Linked DNA regions of Mus musculus: region 2 is linked to region 1. Evidence: chromatin contacts called from public Hi-C data. All regions are on one chromosome and are shown on one strand. Each heading gives the region's core, a stretch centred on a gene start, on an enhancer-like site or on the middle of the called end of the contact. The rest is flanking DNA. Distances are from core to core; before and after follow the strand shown. Region 1 has its middle 150 kb from the start of Tfcp2l1. Region 2 overlaps Gli2 (GLI-Kruppel family member GLI2).

Region 1 (6,585 bases), core at 1,974-4,473:
AGGAGAGAGGTGGTAATAGGGGAAGACACTTGATGTCAGCCTCTAGCCTCCACATGCATTGCATGGACACATATATACACACACCAAACTATTAACACACACACAGGCACACACATATACACAACAAACATGTTAACACACACAAGCACACACACATACACATGCACACACACATGTACACATCAAACATGTTAAATACATATATACACATGTACCCATGTTCACACACACCAAATGTGTTGACATACACACACACACATATGCACAGGCACACACATACATGCATACACACACACACAGGGTGAAGTGGGGCTGCTCGTGTGAGAATAGGGCTATCTGCACCCCTGTAATCAACAGACCAAGCACACTGAAGGTCACATGTCATTAGTGGGTGTTGTGAGGGGACTTACCTAGTTAGTGGGATTGAACCGGGGCCTGTTTCCTGTAGGTTGAGCATGTGTGTCTGCAGGGATGGAACCCCTGGGCCAAGAGCTCCTTCTCTAGCCAGGTCTCTCTCTGTCTCTGTCTGTCTGTCTGTCTGTCTGTCTGTCTCTCTCTCTTCCTTCCTTCCTTCCTTCCTTCCTTCCTTCCTTCCTTCCTTCCTTTCTTTTAAACAATGACACCATTTATTTAAAATGTTTACTCCAAGAAATATAGATATTTAAAAAATGACAATTAACAGCACTAAGCCAGGCACCTTCAACCGAATCCCACCATCCTCATTAACTCTCTTCGAGAGTTACCCTTTGTTGATGACCAGAAGATTTCAGCAATGCCTGGGCAGCCAGAGTGGTTCCTACCCAGGGCTTCCCACCTTCCTCCTGTTCTAGGGTTTGCCCCTGGGAAAGCTCAGGTGAGGATTTTAGCCTAAAGGGAGGAAACTGTGGCTGGGCACAAGGCTCTCTACCCATAAGACACTTCTGCCCACCCACTGCAGGGCTCTAACGGGGGTGGGGGGGGGAGGGGGCTGACTGCTGGCTTTAGGTTTGCTCCCTGGAAGATGAGCCCAGCTCAGCTCAGGGCTACTGTGTCCTCAATCCTCCTGGTGACCACACAACTAACTGCAGGAGACCTCTAGGATAGAAGGAGCAGACACTGACCAGCACTCTCCAGACAGAGACCAGGGACAGCTCCAGTACCACACATGAAGTGAGGGGTGGCGTCTTGGGTGATGTGGACAAAGCAGGTTAGTTTTGCAGAAGCCCCGTCACTACAGATACTTGTCTCCGGACACATGATGGGAGACAGGAAGAACTCGGACCCTTTCCAGCAGGCCACGGCACTGGCTGAGACAGACACCTTGCAAAGCCAGAAGCTGCTGTGAAGTGCTGGGGGTGGAAGAAAGCAACAGACTGGGTCATTTTTGGCATTTTAACATTGAGACGATAACAAGTGTCACAACGGCTAAAGCAAAACCAAATCCAGCCAGGTTTTAAAGCTGGTGATGTGGGCTGTGAGGTCTCTGGTGCAGATGCCAAGCAGGTTATAGAGTTCATGGAGTTTGTGGTCAATGTAATCCTCCATGTACATTTAGCAAATGCTGGTGCAGCCTTGGGCCATGGCAGGCAGAGGAGGCACCTACAGGGATGGCAGGCTGCAGACACAGCCTCATTGTTACACCCAAAGTGGGTGACAGGTCCAGGATCCACAAGAGTGCTAAGGAGGAGCCTGAAGATTTCCCTGAGGGAGCGATGGAGACCTGAGTGTCACCAGTGTCCTGTGCAACAACAGTAGGGGCTCAAAGAGACCATGTGGGGTTAGGGGAGGGAGGTTGGAACTGAGAAAGGTTTAGAAGTGTCTGAGAGGCTCCGTCAGCAGCAGCTAAGGGAACAGGGGTTGAATAGATAGGAGGCAGGCAGGGAGGCCACCCCGAAGCCCAGTGCTGGACATTGGTAGAAGCAAAGGGCAGGAGCTAATGGAGTGGGCAGAGAGGCTTGGCTAGAGAGGGCGAGAGGGACCTGGGCAGGATGGAAAAGCAGCCCCGAATGCCAGCAATTGGGAGACGTTCTCTTGGCTCCTTGATCCTTATTTAAAAAAAAAAAAAAAAAAAGAAAAGAAAAAAAAAAGAGGGATGGTTCAGAGGCAGCTCCATTGATAAAGTGCTTGCCATGCAAGCAGGAGAAAGAGAATTTGGTCCTCAGAACCCACGTAAGATAGCTGAGTGTGGTGGTACACACTTGAATCCCAGTGCTGGAGAGAGAAGGACAGGCAGAGAAAGGCAGACCCTGGGCCTTACAAGCCAGCTAGTCTAGCATGACCAGAGAATCTCTATCAGTGAAAGATCCCATCTGTTAAAAGAAAAAGAACCTTTATGAGAGAGAATAGGAACGTGGTACATGGGAGGGGCTGAAGAGAGAAAAGGGAGGCAGAGAAATAGTGGAATTACAATCTTGAAAACATTTAAAAAGGATTTTTATTAAAAGGGTTGCAAAAGGCTGAGGAGATTGCTCAGTGGTTAAGAGTACTTCTACACACGAGGACCAGAGTTCAAATCTCCAGCACCCGTGTAAAAGCTGCCCATGTTCGTACATGTGCCTGCCTGTAAGCCTAGCATTACAAGAAGGTGGACACAGGAGGATCTATGGCACTTGCTGGCTGCATCCTGAGCTCCAGAGTTAGTGAGAGACCTTGTTGCAAGTGGATGAAGTGGAGAATAACAGACAAGAACACCTGACATTCTACTGTGATTCACATATACACATTCACATACCACATACACACGTGCTCATACCAAATACACACATTCACATACCAAATATACATGTGCACATAGCACATACACACGTGCACATACCAAATACACACATGTACTTATAACACATACACACATGCTCATACCAAATACACACATGCACTCATAACACATACATATGTGCACATACCAAATACACACATGCACTCATCACACACACACAGAGTATCAAAAATCCAAGGTGCCTGTGGATGAGGAACAACTTCAGAGGTTGACCTCTGGCTTCCACATGCCCTTGGGCATCACACACACACACACACACACACACACACACACACACACACAATTAAAAGTAATTTTTAAAGGAAAGTAGGGAAAGCAAGAGCTAGCACCTCTCAGCTTCACAATCAGCCACTATCTTTTCCTGTTAGTGTGAAGAGGGAAGATTTAGCCTCCGCCTAGGCAGCAGGGAAGGAAGGCACCAGAAGCGCTTCCATCAGCTCATTTGCATTTCAAACAGCCCCGTTTGTTTTATCTCCTAATTAGCATACTCACCCTCAGCTGCAGAGAGTCCATTAGAGGGAACTCTGCTCCAGGCCTGGGCTCCTCCTTTAAATATTTTTAAAGTGTGTGATTAATACACTTGCCCAGGCACTGCCTGCACTGTGCTGAGGGTCAGGGGGCAGGAAAAGAAGGGAAAATGGCTGCTCTCAGGCTGACTGGCTGATTAATCACTGACTCCCTCCAATAAATCACGGCAGATGGCAGGAGCTGGCTGCCCGCCCTGAGGGGCTGCTGGCTGGCTGGGGCTGGAGCAGGGTCGGGGGAGATCTGAACACCTGGGTGATGTTCTCTGGCCTTCCTCAGTGCCACGGGCCTTGGGTCCCTCCCACTCTGTCCTCAAAGTCCCCAAGTTCAAGAGAAAAGGGCAATTGGGAAGACAGAGGAATGTCCCATCACACTCCATGAGCTCCCTGGATAGCTGCGGATGAAGCCCACCACAGAATGGTAGTTACTTAAACTTTGTTGTGTTAGATGTGAGTGTGTGTGAACATGTGTGAACGTGTGTGTGTGTGTGAGTGTGCAGGACTGTGTGTGATTGTGTATGAGTGTGTGACTGTGTATATGTGTGAGTGTGTGTGTGTGTGAGCATGTGCATGAGTGTGTATATGTGGGTGAGTGAGTGTGTATTCATGTGTGTGATCGTGGGTGTCTGTGCTCTGGTGCACCACCTTGTCCTCCCCCTGGTTTGAGGTTGGGTCATTCTTCTAGTTCCCACCCTGCAAGCTTCTGGGGCTCCTCCTGTTTCCACCAACAGTCTGAGTATTGGAGTACTGGGGTGTAGATGCGTGAGAGTGTTATTTATTGTCTGTTTGTTCAAACATGGGTTCTGGGGACTCGAACTCAGGTCCCCATGTCAGCCAAACAAAGAGATGTTTAAGAGGAGTTTTAAGTGGCATGCTTATGGGTTGTGTGCACAGGCCAGGGGATGATTTGCAGAGGTCTGTGGGTCCCAGCCCATGCGTCCTCTGGAAGAGCCCTGCATGCTCTAATCTGCTGAGCCAACTCTCCAGCCCCTCCCCGTTTAAACTCAATGACACAGTTCTTGAGAACTTTGTGGATGATGACATCTGTCATAATGTCAAACAGTTGCACACACTGAGAGATCCCTTCTTTCTCTGGGAATTATCAGAACTCAATAACAAGATCAATTTTAGAAACTGCCAACTTCAGGGTGCGGCGTCTGGCACACTGCGAGATTTGCATAGATTTTTGTATGAATTTTGTATTGAATCCCTGCGCCCCCCCCCCTTCTCTTTTCCCAGGTGGGAGTATGAAGCTTGGCAGGGTAGGTGCAGGCAGAGGGTAGACATGTCCCTAAGGGCAGTCCCACCCAAAGCCTGCTCTTTGCCTGACCTCTCAAGGGGAGTCCCATTCCACAAAGGCTCAGAAATGGAGGTCCCAGAGCTGGGGAGATGGCTCAGTGGGGAAGGCACGTGCTGTGTGGGGACCTGAGCTTGGATCTTTAGAATAGTACACAGTGTCTGTTCCTAGGGCAAGATGGGAGGTGGAGCCAGGAGAATCCTTAGATGCTTGAAAGCCTCCTAGCCTGGCCTACACAGCAGTAAACAAAAGAGAGACCCTGTCTCAAACAAGATGATAGGCAAGAACTCACACCCAAAGCTGTCCTCTGACATGTACCATGGTAGGTTTATGTGTGTGTGTATACACAGACACACAGACACACACAGACAGACAGGCACACACATGTGCACACATGCACATACCCCCTTCACATGCACACATGCATACCACACACACACACACACACACACACACACACACACACACACACACGAAAGTATAAGAAGGTTCAAAGTCCTCACACAGCTATCCCCTGCCCAGGCCCTCTTAGCTTCCTGTCATGCCAGTCCCTCTTAGCTTCCACACCATATATCTCTGGTATATCTCAAGCTGTTCTGTCTGGGGCAAGCTCTTCGATCAGGCCCAGGGCTGTTGTCCATGCTCCCCCATTGCGTTCTGCAAGGTGTGTTCTTTGTCTCTTGGCATGTGCTCTTTTCCAAGAGAGGTGGCTTCTTGGACACAGCTCTGGAGTTGGCCTGAAGTCTTCCCAGGGCTAGAGTTGCTGTGACTAGAACTCTTCCATGTTCTAGCTCAGCCAACCAACGGCCCAGGACAGTCCACATGCCATGAACAGGTAGAAGAATGGCAGTCAGGCCCTCTGTGGCATGGGCAGAAGGGGAGCACACTGAAGCCCTCTTAGGTACTACCAATCTGCTAGATGGGAGCTGGTGCCAAGGAAGCCGGCACACAGCCCTTCCAGAGACCCACTGTGGATGAGGTTCAAGGGTGGGACAGTGGATCCCAGTGGTTTTGGCTCAGTTTGTCACGCTCCATGTGCCCATAATATCCCTTTAGTGTCTGGAGTCTCTTCTCCATAGCTGCTGCCCTTTCTGAGCAGACATAACAATGGCCTCTCTGGTGCCACAGCCCCCACCATGGAATGATGTCCCATCCCTATAAAAGTATGCCTATGAGTTGGGGTTCTCTAGAGGAACGGAACAATGGCTGCCCGGTCAGCACAGAGGCAGAGGACTTGTAGCTGCTCAGCCCTCCCAATCCAGTGCTGAGGGCCTGGAGGGAGTTTTCACATTGGAAAATTGAAGAAGCCGGGTTCTGATGCCACTGAAAAAGTCAACGTCACCACCACCATCATCATCATCTTCTTCTTCTTCTTCTTCTTCTTCTTCTTCTTCTTCTTCTTCTTCTTCTTCTTCTTCTTCTTCTTCTTCTTCTTCTTCTTCACCATTACCTGTGGGGCAGTGGACCGTGCCACCAGGCAGAAGAACTGTGTAGTGGTTTGTATATACTTGAGCCAGGGAGTGGCACTATTAGGAGGTGTGGCCTTGATGGAGTAGGTATGTCACTGTGGGCTTGGGCTTTAATACCCTAGTCCTAGTTGCCTGGAAGTCAGTATTTTCCTAGCAGCCTTCAGATGAAGATGTAGAACTCTCAGCTCCTCCTGTACCATCCTGCCTAGATGGTGCCATACTCCTGCCTTGATGATAATGGACTGAACCTCTGAATCTGTAAGCCAGCCCCAATGAAATGTTATCCTTATAATGGCTGCCTTGGTTCTTGGTGTCTGGTCACAGCAGTAAAATCCTAACTAAGACAAACTGGCAAGGTTGTAACAAGGTCAGAACTCCAATAAATCTCATAATTGAGAATGGCAGGAGTTCAAACTAGCTCCTGACCAGGTTCCTGTCCTGGAGCATGTGACCATTACACCCCACTAGGAGGACCATGACAATCAGTCACATAGGGACAACACCTGAAGTCCTTCCCAAATAGAGTCCATGACAACAGAG
Region 2 (6,585 bases), core at 2,929-5,428, 88 kb after region 1:
TCTGCTCAGGCCACCTCCCATTTGAAAGATCCTACCTCTGTGCCTCTATTGGACACACAAAGACTTTGAAACATTCTCATCTCTGCTGGGTGTCCCTGTCTCAAGACATGAAGGTAGGTGCTGAGAAAGAAGGCAGTCAGAGGTCAGGTCAGGACCTGCATCGGGGTGCTTACCAAAAAGATGCCTGGTGCCTGGCCAGACAGACTGAGAACTTGATGTGGTGTTCAGCCTCTTGCTTAGTGCCTAGAATTGGCTTGGAATGTTTACTTGTGTGTGTGTGTGTGTGTGTGTGTGTGTGTGTGTGTGTGTGTGTGTTTGTGTTGTGAACTTGACACAAACTAGACTCATCTGGGAAGATGTGGGAAGAAGACACCTCAATTGTGCGATTGTCTTCACCAGCTTGGCTGTAGGCAAGTCTGTGGCAGCATTTTCTTGATTGATGGTTGATGCGGGGGAAGGCCTGGATCACTGTGGGTGGTGGCAACCCTTGGCAGGTGGTCCTGGGTTGTACAAAAAAGCCAACTGAGTAAGCCATGGGGAGCAAGTCAGCCTGCAGTGTCCCCGTGGCCTCTGCTTCAGTTCTTGCCACCAGGATCCTGCCTTGGCTCCAACCCTGGCTTCCTTCAGTGATGGACTGTCCCCTGGACATTGTAACGTGAAATAAATCCCGTCTCCAACAAGTTGGTTTTGATCAGCGCTTTATCACAGCAACAGTGAAGCCTAACTGGGACGCATGCTGAGCAAGCAGGTAGTGAATGAGTGTGCACCATTTCTTCTGTCAGAGTATTGAGCAAAAGGGAACGTGGTAAAAAAAAAAAAAATCTAAGTTTTCCATGAGGGGACTGAATCATCCTATGGGAGTGGGCTGCAGAAAATGCAGCAGTTGGCAGGGGCTTCCCTGGCTCACGTGCTCAACGTAAGTGCAGAAGGAGGAAGGGGCAATGCCCTGGAGGCAGATTGGGCAGGGCCCAGCCTTATTTAGCATTTAGCATCTTTTGCAGAAACACAGCAGATGGGGTATCTGCACAGGTACCTAAATTGGGTGGAAATGCCCCCAAATACTTTTAAAAATCTGAGGCCAAAAAATAGTAAGCCTTTGAAAAACAGTAAGAAACCACATGTCCAATAATAGTTCTATTAGGAAAACTGGCACAGCTACTAGACAAAAATACAAGAAAGACAATGATATGATGAACAATAAATGGAAAATTTAATACAAAAAAAAATCTGAAGCCAAGTCTGAAGCTCTGCCTTCCACTGGTTTGAAAAGAGCTGGGCTAGATCTGAGATGGCTGATGGTGGTGATGGTGGTGATGGTGGTGATGGTGGTGATGGTGGTGATGGTGGTGATGGTGGTGCTGCCAAGTGTGATGACCTGAGTTCCATTCCCCAGTCCCACATGGTGTAAGGAGAAAACCAATTCCCATACGAGCACTGTGGCATGCAGCTTACACAAGCACAATAAATAAATAAAATGTAGAATTTAAGAAAAAAGAAAGAAAAGTCTGGGCCTAGCTCAGTGGTTAAGTAATCACACATAGCGTGTGAGAGACTCTAGGTTCCAACCTGAGAGAGAAACCGAACAGCGAGTCTGCCTGGAAAAGTTCTGCTGAGAAGCACCAACAGGAGAAATAGAAGACTGCTATGGATTGGTATGGGTTTCTTGGGTTTATAAAACCAGCCCCCAGCCGTCCCCCGTCACTGCCTGCCATCCCAGTGCTGCTCAGGTGTGTGGGAATCTGCTGATCTGAATATAGAAGTGGAGAGAGGAGGTGGCTGTGTTAAGTTATCCACCGACCCATGGACTCCTCTTGCCCGGGGCCTTCCTGTTTCTTAGACAGGTGCAGTCAATGTTGAATGTTCTGGGGAACGGAGCTGTCCCCAGTCCCTTCTAGGCCACTCGTAGCTGCCAGCAGCTCCCTTGTCCATTCCAGTGGTTTCTGTTTTGTGCTGCACCTTTCTCTCCCTGGTCTTCTGTGTTGGCCACTCCTGACACATCAGGTCTTACAGGCTGTGAGCCACCTGCTGTAGCAGCAGAACTGACTGTCTTAGGTGAAAGAAATCCCGGTCGGCTAGAATTGGGTGCCTGGAATTCCCATGGTGCCTCAGGTGCCCAGGCCTTGATGTCCATGATGCCTTTGGTGCTGCACAGCCCTCAAGCCCTCAGGCATGGCAGAGCAGCAGACAGGCAGAGCAGGAAGCATCAGGGGATCTGCTCTGGGAGCCAGCAATGAGGCTGCCGAGAAGAAGACATTCTACAGAAACACCTGTGTCCATCCCATTGGTTAACTGACGACGGACTATAAATAAATAAATAAATAAATAAATAAATAAATAAATAAATAAATAAATAAATAAATAAATGAAATGGAACTTCCCCCAGTAGACTCATGCTGGGAGAAGGACAGGGATGAAACCTGGTGCTGCTGGAGGGGGAGGGGGAGCTTGTCTTCCAAAGAGATTTCCCACAGTTGTGATAACTTGCCAGACCACTTTGCAGGGAGCATTTGATGGCTAGACCACACCTTGATCAGGCCTGCTTAGCCATGTGTGCCTCTTGCTCTCCATGTAAACGTAAACATAAAGCTCTCTGTTCCTCTTTCCTGTGTGGCCACAATGAATAGGCACCCCCCCCCCCCCCCACACACACACACACTTTTCACTACTTCTGCTCCATTTAACTGGCCCACTGAGGATGGGCTGCTGAGCCTGGTTTGTTATTGCTGCCATACTGGTAACAACAGTGCGAGGGAGAGAGGGGACAAGCCACACACAGCATGCCCAGGGACAATGGATGGGAACACGAAGAGGACATGATGCCCAGAGTGGTCCATGGCCTGGGAGGAAGCATGAGGTGATACAACTAAGATATGGATCCCCAGTGATCAGGGCGGATCTGAGACGGATACTGGCAGTGAGAGGTCACACCAGCACTAATTGAGCACCCAGTCTATACATTAAGTAGACAACATTTACCTTCATTCTACCTTTACTACATTCTCCTTCAGTCAGCTTCACATTCCCTGTGTCCCACTCACTGTCCTCTCTGGTGTCCCCTCACTAGTTTTCATACTGGCCCCCTTTGCATCCTGCCCTGCTGCTCTCTGCCGGATCCAGACCCAGCAGCCTAGCCGCCTTCTGGAGGGTAGAGCTCAGGTACTGGCAATGGATGGTATGGCCTTGCTAGAGTAAGGTTTGGAACCCCGCCTAGAGGCCTGGGGACTTGTTTGCTCGTCCTAACTCCAGCCATAGGAGAAATGCTCACTGTCATTCCTCTCTCTGTCACATGCATGGCACTGCATGGAGATGCATACCCAGTCAGGCACTCAGGATGGCTGTCACAGGATAACTCCTGTCTGCCCAGTTCTGCTTCTCCTGATGTGTGGGCCACCTGCTCAACTTGGTCCCCTAGCCATGGCATCAACAAGTCTGTCTACTTGCCAGTGATGTCCACCATCTGGTTCTGAGCCTTGGAGGAGGGCTTCCCAGAATGGCAGAAGCTGGCATGTGGGCGTGACTCTGCTCTGGATCTCGTTATTCCTCTCCTGCTGTGTAGTTGTGACTGGGTTTACGACGCTGGGAAACACCGTGTCCAGGATGCACCCTCCCTAGTCCCTCATCTCACTGTGTCAGAGGCAAGGATGGGACTTAATACCATGCTGTGCCGAATCCTGGACCCAGCATCCTCCTAGGGAGGGAGAGACACTCAGCTGAGTGTTGGGGACACTGCTTTGTCACTCAGAAGCCTCCTATCAGGGAATGGCAGGGATGAGCAGAGCAACTTGACCTTGCGTTTGTGGTGGGGTGGTTCTTTAAAACTCAGAGAGGCAGGAGCAACCAGAGGAGGCAGGAAGCATCTAGACAGAGTTCCTGGAGAAGGAGCACTCTTGGTTCTGCCTCTGTGGAGAGATAGCTCAACTGGAGCAAGGCCCCTGAGGGGAGCTGCAGTGGCGGTTGTGGCAGGAAACCCAGGAATGGGGCCTATGATGTGAGACGAAGCCTGGATGATATGGGCCCACCCTGAATCTTGCACCCTCGGCGGCCTCTTAACAGCTGCCACAGCCCGTTTCCAACCTGCTACCCTGCAGGACCAGATGGCCTCTCTGCAGGTCTGTCTCCTCCCACCACTGTGGCATGAAGATGCTGCTCCCGGCAGGACTAGAAGACAGCAGCCAGGAGGCGGCACCAGCCTAGAGTTTGGTGGTGGTTCCCCACGCCTCTACTCAGCCCACATACCAGGCATCCTTGGACAGCTCTAGGGTTGCCAGGTAGAGTGGAATCTAGTTGGAGGGGGGCGGGCAACAGCACCGAGCTTCAGTTTCCTTCTCATGACAGGGGTTGTATGCTGACCCAGGATCTCATAGTCAGGGGGCTAAGACACCCCGTGAAAGCAGCATGGATTCTAGTGAGAAGATAGGGCTTGGCATCTGATGGGCACTTAGGACCTCCTCGATCCAAGACTCCCAACCTCCTATTCTGCAAAGCAGTCTAGCACATGCACCGCCTTGATCAGTGAAGCCCACCCTATCACTTGGACCCTCGATCCTGGCTTTGCCCTTGACTCTTTATGATGGTTTATAACAATTGTTAACTTGGAGAGATCATTATCTAGGAGACACATGTGTGGAGGATTTTCTAGAATGTGCTGACTGAGGTGAAAAGACCCACCCTGAACGTGGGCTATTCTATGTGCTGGGGTCCCAGACTGAATACAAAGGAGAGCATGGCCTGTCTCTGCTTCGTGACTATGGATGTCACACACTCCGGCCATCATCTCCACGATGATGGACAGGATCTCCTTAAAGTGTGAGCCACACCCAACAAGCCTGCCTAAGCTGCTTTCATCAGGATTTGTTTACGGGGGCCAGTGAGAGGTTAGATACTTGGTCATAGCCAAGAGCACACTAAGTAATGGCCTCCTCCTTTCGTGCACACCACACCTGTGCTGGGAACGTGTCATACATCTCTACCCAGGCATCCCCCTTAACTGGATTAATCTACAGCTCACCAATGGGGTCTACTGCTGCTCGCCGCTCCGACTGGGTTCTCAGACCAGCATGAACAAGATACTTTCAAATGGAACATCAGAGCTCTTTCCTTCTCTGCACATCCTCCCCAAAATGGTTCCACAGCCTCATCTCACTCCAGCAACGTGCAAAGCCTTAGTCAAGTCCCAACTTGTTGGCACAGCCCGGCCTGGAACACTGACCCCAGTTAGGACTCCTGTCTTTCACCTGATTACTGCTGATCACACTGGTCTCTCAAGCTCAGATCATACTGGGCTCCCAGTAGGAACACAGGTCCTTTGCACCTGCAGGTCCTCTGCTGGGACTGCTCTTCACCAAGCCAGTTGGTGGGTTGGCCCTTCAGTTCTGTGCAGGAATAGCATCCACCACACCTTAGTGAGGGATACCTTGACTCTCTATGTCTCAAAACTGCATCCCGCTACCCTAGTATGCGTCTCCATCCCTATTTTGCTTACCCCATTCCCTCTTAGCTTACCAACCCCCAGTGGTGGGTGGTGTCTGTACCTCCCACTATAGATCCTTCCCAAAAGTTAAGTGAGTGCATCCCATCCTTTGTGATGACCACAGGTCTCTTGGCCACCCATCCTAGTACTTGGGCTCAGTCCCCATGTCTGGTAGTATAGACAGTACTGGGACGAAGTGCAGACTTCTGTTTGTGTCTCTCACCTCCAAAGGGAGGGCAGACCTGTTTTCTATGACCGGCAGTCAGTCACCCTCATTCACATCATCCCTGCCCCTCACCCCATGTTGCACCCTCTGGTACTCACCATCCACAGGGTTGAGGTAGTCATGGAGATGGGGTGCGCTAGCAGCACCCCCGCTCTGCATTAGAAGGTCCCCATAAGGGGTGGGGTGGCTTGCCATGAGGGTCATCTGGTGGTAATAGTCTGAAGGGTTGGTGCCTGGGGCTGCGAGGCTAAAGAGTCCCCTCTCTTTCAGATGTTCGTGGGCCACTGTCACAGGAGGCAAGAGAAAGGAGCCATCAGAATCTACTGTCCAAGGGGTGGCTCAGCAGCTAAGAGCACATACCACTACTGTAGAGAGCCCGTGTTCACTTCCCAGCTCCCATGCTGGGTGGCTCCCTACCACCCCTAACTCCAGCTCCAGTGGGTCCAATACTTGTTTCTGGCTTCTAGGGGAACCTATGTAAATATGCATGCACACCCACATAAAATGAAAATATATAAATAGAATCTTGTAAAAAAATTACTGTTTAAGGAAGGAAAAATAATTTATCTTTGGTCTGGGGTCTCAACGCTTGACCTCCTAGCCCATCCGTCACCTCCTATGCTCACGTGGAGACCAGAGATCAACCCTGGGTGCCTTCTTCAGTTGCTCCCCACTGTCTTTGAGACAGGGCCTCTCCTTGAACAGGGACCTCACTGATTCCACCAGACTGGCTGACAAGTGAACCTCAGGCCCTGCCTCCTCAATGCTGGGATTCCGACTGCTTGCCACTGGGCCCTGTTTATTGATTACTTTCTTTTTAAAAATCCTGGGTTCTGGAGGACTGATTTTATACCTACCAACTGACCTGTCTCTTCAGCCCCTAGGAAAA

Evidence for each region. A called contact is a pair of places that touch in the nucleus more often than the background predicts.
Region 2: a Hi-C map of cerebellum shows a contact between it and region 1, with 2.2 times the contacts expected there. The contact joins two enhancer-like sites. A contact is called at or near these places in 5 of 484 Hi-C or Micro-C datasets (cerebellar granule neurons, cerebellum, nephron progenitors and 1 more) and 1 of 115 datasets of contacts at active chromatin or transcription factors (embryonic forebrain).

The regions. Positions count from the first base shown.
Region 1 is chr1:118,773,473-118,780,057 of GRCm38.p6, forward strand. No RefSeq gene overlaps it. Among named protein-coding and RNA genes, the nearest start is that of Tfcp2l1, 150 kb to the left of the region's middle. Within about 2 kb of position 3,224, at least 50 of the 459 cell types and tissues checked have an H3K27ac peak or open chromatin away from gene starts, as enhancers often do. A contact at or near this core is called in cerebellum, where this site is marked.
Region 2 is chr1:118,860,778-118,867,362 of GRCm38.p6, forward strand. Gli2 (GLI-Kruppel family member GLI2) reads right to left here. Exons shown (of 14, transcript NM_001081125.1): 5 at 5,795-5,980. Among named protein-coding and RNA genes, the nearest start is that of Mir6346, 90 kb to the right of the region's middle. Within about 2 kb of position 4,179, at least 9 of the 459 cell types and tissues checked have an H3K27ac peak or open chromatin away from gene starts, as enhancers often do. A contact at or near this core is called in cerebellum, where this site is marked.